2 separate regions of the Macaca mulatta genome follow, and region 1 is linked to region 2. The links are chromatin contacts, called in public Hi-C maps. All regions are on one chromosome and are shown on one strand. The core of a region is the stretch at or near the end of the contact, and the rest is flanking DNA. Distances in the headings are between cores, read along the strand shown. Region 1 holds the start of PLA1A (phospholipase A1 member A). Region 2 holds the start of COX17 (cytochrome c oxidase copper chaperone COX17).

The links. A called contact is a pair of places that touch in the nucleus more often than the background predicts.
Region 1: a Hi-C map of blood shows a contact between it and region 2, with 2.8 times the contacts expected there. The contact joins the promoter of PLA1A here to the promoter of COX17 in region 2. A contact is called at or near these places in 2 of 14 Hi-C or Micro-C datasets (blood and liver).

The regions. Positions count from the first base shown.
Region 1 is chr2:164,119,295-164,123,532 of T2T-MMU8v2.0, reverse strand. It overlaps PLA1A (phospholipase A1 member A), which reads left to right and starts at 1,332. Exons shown (of 11, transcript XM_015129959.3): 1 at 1,332-1,631. The coding sequence starts at 1,559.
Region 2 is chr2:164,041,127-164,045,265 of T2T-MMU8v2.0, reverse strand. It overlaps COX17 (cytochrome c oxidase copper chaperone COX17), which reads right to left and starts at 2,852. Exons shown (of 3, transcript NM_001267539.1): 1 at 2,743-2,852; 2 at 661-749. The coding sequence starts at 2,849. The coding sequence ends at 665.

The DNA.
Region 1 (4,238 bases), core at 83-2,582, 80 kb before region 2:
TGCTGCAGCACGAGATTCTTCCTATGTAATCCTCTGTTTCCTGCCCGTTCTCTTTCACAGGTGTCAGATGTGCACCACAACCTAAAGGCTCTTCCTGCCTTCTCTAGCACCTTTTATTCTTTACAGGTGTTAGTCCGATAAATCTCTTGTATATCTTGTCTTATCTTGGCATCTTCTTCTCCGAGGACCTGAACTCATACACTCGGCTTCATCTCTAACATCAAGACTGCTTTCAGTAGTGACCTCTGCTGTGCCCTACTTATTGCCACACTCCTTCCTGGTTGCAGCAACACTTGAGCAGTGAGATCGTGCGCACAAGGGGAAGTAAGGGCTAGCCCCTCCAAAATAATCGTATCCTGTGTTCAGCCATGATGGCATGGTCCCAGTGCCTCTTCAGGAGTTGTTGCTGTACAGTATCATTGCTCAGACCATGGATTCTGAGGCTGGCTCATCCTGCTTTAAATCACAGCTCTGCATGATCTCAGGCAAATGACTTAAATTCTCTGTGCCCTACCAGCTGTGTAAAACACAAATGTTTGTACTTAATACACATTACTTAACTTCTGTCACAGAGAAGTAATTTGTACTTATCTGTGATTATTAACTGTGTAATTATCACAGTTAAGTAATTTGTACTTAATACAGTAGTTATTAATACTCACCTCAGAGAGTTATTGTTCAGAAAAGATGATCCTGGCCCTGCTGGTGGGCTGTCTGCCTAACAGCAATGTGTTATGATTTAGGGAATGGCAGACAAGTGCCCCGCCCTCCGCCCCAGCCCCACTGACGTGCCTAGAAATAGTTCTGTGGTTTCTGCCACTCCTTTGGGTGGAGAGGCCATATGGTGCTGGAACCACCTTGGTTCCAGGCCCGGCTCTGCCACTTCCACCAATGTGATCTCTATAGGTCATTTTCTTTTCTAATATTCAGTTTCTTTGTGAATTCAGGAAGTTGAACATCTCCAAAGCTGGACTTGACTTCTAGCCCCAAGATTCTACAAAATGATAGTACTCTCCAGAGGGAAACTTTATCTTCTTCCCTTCTGTCCATTAAATGGACACTTAAAATATATTATTATTTCAGTCCTGTGCTAGGCACTGCGGATTAAAAAATGAAAAGAGAAAGCCTTTGCTTTCAAGTCACTCAGAATCTTCTAGGGAGACACACATGTCCACAGATAATTCCAACACGATGAGGGGTTTCTGGTCACCCAGAGATGAAGGACTTCTGCCTTGGTTATTAGTAACATCCTATCATGGGAAGTGGGAGAGGTGCAGGAAATAGTTTCCTGATCATGTTTGGCTCAAAGAGGAAGGACAGTGTGTTTCAATGCACTCTGGTTAACAAAAAAGAAAGTGTATTTATTTTCATTGAGAAGAAGAAACCGAAAACTCTGGCATTTAAATAAATAAGGAAGAATTTATTTTTCCTTTTCAGGTCATGAGGCTAGTTAATGATTAGTGAAATCCACGTGGGTGTTTTCTGAGAGGCTGGGTTATGTGATCTCTTTGGCTTTAGGGAATTACTCCATACCAGCTCTGAGATTTCCAGCTCAGCAATGCCCCCAGGTCCCTGGAAGAGCTGCTTCTGGGTGGGGGGCCTACTTTTGTGGCTCAGCGTTGGAAGTTCAGGTAAGCCAGGGCTCAGGCCTTGGGAGGAACTTATTTCAGCCAATGATCATATATCTCCAACTACTTATGCAATACCAACTTTTGGAAGGTCCCCTAAAAGCCTTTTGCCTCTTCTGAGGTGAATTTAAAAGAGTAGGGGGGGAAAAAAAACCCTTTTATCATAATCAGAATGATGGTAAACAGGTCACAGAACCTGAACTTTCCCTGGTTATCCGACTCATTTTTTCTAAAACCCACATAAAAAACCCCTTTCACCTTGCACAAGCCAGGACTCACTGTAAGAAAATAAAATTTGGTTAATTCTAAGATATTCATTTTTCATCCCATAAATATCCACCATTCTAAGATATATTTAATTTTAAAATGTAGGTTTTCCAAACTAATAATGATTTTGTCACTGAGATTGTTAGATGTCCTTTCTAATCCGGCAACCTAACTCAAGTGGTTCGTCATCCCAGCTGGGTGATGGAAACTAGTCCCTGCTAACCCCAGATGCCCCTAGGAAAACTTCCCTCAGATGCCAATTTGCATTTATCTTTCCCCAGTAAAGAACTGACGCACTGATCCCACTTGCCTAACATAGCAAATTAACCTGCCCTGCTTTGGGTTCTCAGAAGTTCTCAGGAGACTTCTTCTCACTCTGGTGGTGACCTCACCCTTAGAAAAATCCCCTCCCTCTGCTCCCAACAGCAGGCTGCTTTTCTTTCTTCTCTGCCGGACATTTAATTCTCATTCCCTGGCTCTAGAATATGTCATTGCTTCTGCCTGGAGTTGCTCACATCACCTTTGGATTGATTTCTGTTCTTTGCATCTTCCAAGGGGGCTTCTGTATTCCTATCTCCCTTGTATTCATTATTTTTCTGCTCGACACCCCTCCCTGCTACAAAGTTCCACTTAGGTGACTGCATGCTCTCCTTGCACTCATGGGTGGTTTCTCAGAGGTGCTGTTGAGCTCTGTATGTGCTTTCTCCTACCTCAATTATTTGTTCCTAAAAGGCGAGGATTTGAGGTTTCTGTCTCTTTTAGCATACTTAGTGCTGTGCTCTGTATACCACAGATGTCCAGTGAATGTTGCTGCATTGCTGCTTAGAGGAGGCAATGGGTTGAGCTGATGGGAAGTAGGCTCTGTCTGGGTCAGGCTAACCCTGACTGGAATCCTGGCTCTGTTTCTTTGTAGCTATGTGACCTTGAGGAAGTGGCTTTCTTTACCTGTAGTTGGAGATGATCCTTACCAGATAGGAATGCTGTAAGGACTGAATGAGATCATCGGTGCACAGGGTCTGACTTTTGCAGTTGCTCATTCCCTTACGATTTTACTATTAGCAAATGGTTGTCTAGGCTGATGGAAGTGGAGGGAGCAGGGCTGTCATGAGCCACCTTGGAGAGAAGGTGGGAGGTATCGCCTAGGAGAGCTGTGGGTCCCATTCTGAGAAGTGGGCTTGGCAGGCCCACTTTGTCCCTGCTCAGGAGCCCCAGGCCTCCTTAGGGGCTGGAAGGCATTTGCTAGTTGTCCTGGTTTGAAGGTTGAGGAGTGGGAGGACTAATAGTAAATTGGCATCAAACTCTTTTTGGAAGCTCATCTGTCCGGTAAGCCTGGGGCCTCTGTCACACAGATAAGAGAAGCTCAGAAATTCGGAACCAGGTAGCAGGGTTAGGATCAGGGCAGAAGCTGATCAGGTTCCAACCACATATGTGGGAACCATTCTAGATGTTCTGGGCAGGAAGTGGGCTTATGAAAACATGTTAGCAGGACCTGGGTGTTTCCTTGCCCTGTCCTCTTGCCTTTGTCTCTCGTGTCTTTCTTTTCACACTTACCCAGGGAAGTATTCTCTATTTCCCAACTGCTTCTCTTCCTTTCCCACTGTCAACAGCAACAATATTTATTTAGTTAATGTTCCTTATTCTTACTTTTAGCAGGGCTATCTCAGAAAGTAAGTAAGTTGATGGATAGGCAGAGATAGAAGAGTGTGTGTGTGTGTGTGTGTGTGTGTGTGTGTGTGTGTATGTGTGTGTGGCTGGCAGGGACAGAAATATGCCAAAGGGAAAAGGAAAAAGGATATAATTGTCTTCAGACAGCCTAGATGAAGTAGGTGGAAATAAAGAGGATGCCGGATGCAGAGAGCTCAAGGTAAAGGAAAGGAAGAGCTCAAATGATCGGGAGGGAGGAGGTTCAGGAGGTATCCAGGTGCCTGCTGTCACACAAGGGCAGTAGCTGACCCACATGGGCCTCTTGGAAGTTCAGCCTCCACTCACTTTCCTGACTGTGTGCCCACACAATCTTTCATGGCAACCCCAGTCACACCCAGCTTTTCCTTGGACTATGGAGCTTGAGATTGTTGAGCTCCTTGATCAACCTGGCCCTTGAGCTTCCAGGCCGGCTCAGGAGTCCTCTCCTCCAGATGGGTGCACAAGTCTTCCTCCATCTGGGGTAGATGGCCTTTCTGTGTGTTCTCTCAGTACCTATGTTTCCTGGTCACAGATCTTACATCCCTATTTGCTGTGGGGCTTCCGGCTTATTTTCCCCTTCTCCGCTAGATTTTGAGCTCCCAAAGGACAGTTATGGCTGGCGTCTTCTTCATCCTGGAATCCCCAGAGCCTCACCCAGGC
Region 2 (4,139 bases), core at 1,603-4,102:
TCCCTACTTAAAAGCATTCATTGGCCAGGCATAGTGGCTCACACCTCTAACCCCAGCACTTCGAGAAACCAACGCAGGAGGACTGCTTGAGTCCAAGAGGTTGAGATCAGCCTGGGCAAGATGGCGAAACCCCATCTCTAAAAAACAAAACAAAAAATTAGCCAGGCATGGTGGCCCACACCTGTAGTCCCAGTTACTCAGGAGGCTGAGGGGAGGATCACCCAAGCCTGGGGGGTTGAGGCTGCAGTGAGCTGTGACTGGGCCACTTTTTCACCCCAGCCTGGGTTACAGAGTGAGACCCTGCCTCAAAAAAAAAAAAAAAAAAAAAAAAGCATTTACTGAAGTCTCAAAATATTAGAAACAAGAAAGAGAATATTTTTCTTTTAGTTCCTTCAGTCAGACAATTTTCCTAAAGCCATGAGACCTAAAGACTGTTGTCAAACCCTTTCTTAAAAGCTCAATTCTCCCCTTCCCCAATCTGCTAAATGCCTGTCTTTACTGACAATTTACTCCCTTCACTGGGAACTGAAAAATCATGGTTTTTTCAAATTGATACTTAAGCATTTTAGATTAACCAGGTGAACTACCTTTCAGAGAGAATGTAGCCCAACTGTTGCTAAATCTGTAAAGCAATACACAAATTTGAAGCAAGAAGCTTACCATTTCATATTTTAAATCCCAGAGCTCTCATACATTCCTTGTGGGCCTCAATTAGATGTCCACAGTGTTCTTCTCCTTTCTCGATGATACTATAAAACAAAATGTACTTGTTATCTAAATAGGCATTAAGCACATTATTAAGTATGCATGACAGTGATGGGCAGTGAGACAAAACATGGGTATAATGGAATGTAGCTGGAGTTAAAACAAATGCTATTACCTCAACCAGCTTTGTTTTTTATTTGATCTTATGATATTTCCATGCCTATGAAGACATTACACAGATAAGTGATTTTGGGGGGTAAATCTGATAAGAAATAATCACCCATATTAAATATTGCCTCTAGTCAATATCCAAGGAGTAACATTGCTCTATAAAGAAATAAACTGAATAAAACATTTATGCTAAATGAAGGGCACAGAAAACAGATCAATTTTTTGCTTATTATCACGGAGAAATTAACTTTCTGATTTTGCCCTACATTCAAATACAACCAAATAAGTCTACTTCTAATTACAAGACATTAAAAACATAAACACCAAAAACATCTGGTAGCCAGGAGACCAAGATGAGCACCCCCTCGTGATGATGAAAGAACATTTTACTTGTAAAATTCACAAAGACAAGACTAGGACTACACAGCTTTATTTCTAAGGCCTGAAAATGTGATTTAGCAAACAATCAAGTTAAGCCAAACTCAATTACAAGGAAAAACTGACTCCTGACTACGGATATTTGGGGAGAACCCACGTGGTCTGAGGCAATCGAGGCAAAAGGAATTTAAAGAAGGGAATAGGTTCTCCTTCCATCGAAACTCTACCCATCCTTCAATAGCTCAAGAGCTGCCTGCAAATGGGAGAGATTGCCTGGGAGAGTGAGATCATTGTGAAGATAATAGCTAGCATTCATTGATCATTTATTGCCATGTACACCGTGCTAGGCACTTGACATGGCTTGTACCATTAACCTTTACAATAATACTGGAGGGAGTTTCTTTTATTAGAGTCATTTTATAGACACATGAGGCTCAAGGTCACCAAGTTAGTGGATTAAGATTCAAACCTTGACTGTGGATCCCAGACTCTTAATCATGCTGTCGTACTACTCAAGGTTCAATAGCACTTACTGTTACCACTGGAACAATTTGTTCAGACGGCAGTCTTTCAATCCTGCCTTCACAGTATTATTCACAAAATACTGAGGATTAATAAAAGCACTGAGCTCCTACACTTTTATTATCCCATTACAGCACTAATGATTTCTTTCTTATATTATTTGCGAAGACAAAAGGGGCCAGACGAAGAGATGCACATTCACGTTATCTCAGGACGTCCTCTAATGAGATTTGCTCCACAAAAGAGGATATATAAAATAAGAACAAACCTTTTGTGGACTGACAATCTAGATGAACTATTCTGAATACTTTGTCCCCTGCGCCATAGACGTTGATTTTCAACTTTTGGTTGCCTTAAAAGGGTTGAAGGGGAACTCTTCAGCATGTAAGGAACGCACCGTGTCCTACTGTCTCTAAATTTTGGGAGGAAGCCTTAGAATTTACCAGAAAACCTTTCCTGTTTGGTCTTAACAAATCTTCTATCATAGCCCTTACCACGTGGTATACAAGTCATTGGTATATGTCTCCATTAACTTCAAGCTCCTTTATATCAAGACCCATCTTTATCCATGTCTACATCTTCGGACCTAACGCAGTGCTTAACCCAGAACAGATACTCAAAACACATTTGTAGAAAGGAATGAGTGGTTGAAGCTAGCGGTTCTCCTCTTTCTTCATCGCTCCCGGGACTAAGCCACCGTATAAGTCAACAGAGAGCCGACCAGGAAACCTACGAGGCCCAGTAATTATCTCCAGAGCGCCGCAATCGGGCCGGGAGAGGGGGGAGGAGGCGGGGAGTGGGGGAGAGGAGGCGGGAGGGGGAGGAGGGGGGGAGGAGGCAGGGAAGAGGAGGGGGTAAGAGGGGAAGGAAAAGGGCAGAGGGCAGAGGGCGTAGGGCAGAGGCACCGGAAGGCACAGGCCGCGGCCCGAGGCTCGTCGGCCGCGCCCTCTCCGGCTGCACACTGACCACGCATCGCGCGCCTTCTTGGTCTCCGGACAAGCGCAGCAAGGCTTCAGCGGCTTCTTCTCCTGAGGCTCAGGCGGGGCAGGGTTTGAGTCGACCAGACCCGGCATCTTTCGCGCCAAAAGCAGCTACGAGCGGAGACAGCCAAATCTATGCGAGCCTCCGCAAACGCCGATTTGTCCGCTGCCACTTCCGGCAGTCGCTCTAAAAAAATACAGGAAGTCCTGCCTCTCTCTGACAGGTGGGGGATTTAAAAGGGGCGCGTGCGCAGCAGAGGCAAAATTCCGGCCTTAACGAGAGGGTGCCTCATCAGCGCATGCGCAAGGAGGCCCGCTGACCGGTCACCTGGACTGTAGTATTTACACTCTAGGACTCTAGGTTATAGAGAATTTGTTAAATCAACTTGGGGAGGGCTCACGAAGAAGGAAAGCAGCAAGACAACTGAGAGATCTTGTAACACCCGTTCCTCCCCACCCAGTATCGAAACGGAAGCCCAAGATGGTGAAATGATTTGTTCAAGCCAAACAGGAGAAACCACAAGCGAAAGCCAGTTCTCTTGAATAACAGACTAGTTTCCCCGTTTTTTATCTGCCTTCTTCCTGATCCCCACACGCTGCAGGCCTTTCCTTTAATTGACCTATTTAAAAATGAATAGCAAAGACACAGAACCACCCAAACCACAACTGTTGGGGGAATTTAAAAGGTCCTCTAACCCCCTATACATCTCCTACGCACATTCAATCCTCAGCTAATTTGCATTTATAGCCCATCTCCAACTGATTTGAGTTCAGTATGAATTATTCAGTCATATATTCGTTAATATACTGATGAATAATATTGAAAAGTACCATTTCCATAGCATTTCCTCAGGTACATAGGTAAACTGGTGCCCGTCTTATTCGCAACGAAATGGATATAATCATTGGATTTTTTTCCTGCAGAGAACTGTTGGAAACAGGCAATAAACTCTATTTAATTTAATTTTATTTTGTTCTGTTTTTTGGAGACAAGGTCTTGCTCTGTTGCCCAGGCTGGAGTGAAGTGGCATGATCTCAGCTCACTGCCACCTCCACCTCCTGGGTTCAAGCGATTCTCCTGCCTCAGCCTCCTGAGTAGCTGGGATTACAGGTGTGCACCACCACGATCGGGTAATTTTTGCATTTTTTAGTAGAGACGGGGTTTTGCCATGTTGGCCAGGCTGGTCTCAAACTCCTGACCTCAGGTGATCTGCCCACATCAGCCTCCAAAAGTGCTGCGTTATAGGCGTGAGCCACTGCGCCTGGCCAATAAAATCATTTTTTATTTAAGGAGGACTTCGAGGCGCTGTTCAATAGCCGCCTGGTGATGGGTGTTTTTAAGTACTTAAACTTTCAGTATCACCTAATCAAAGTTTGTTTCTA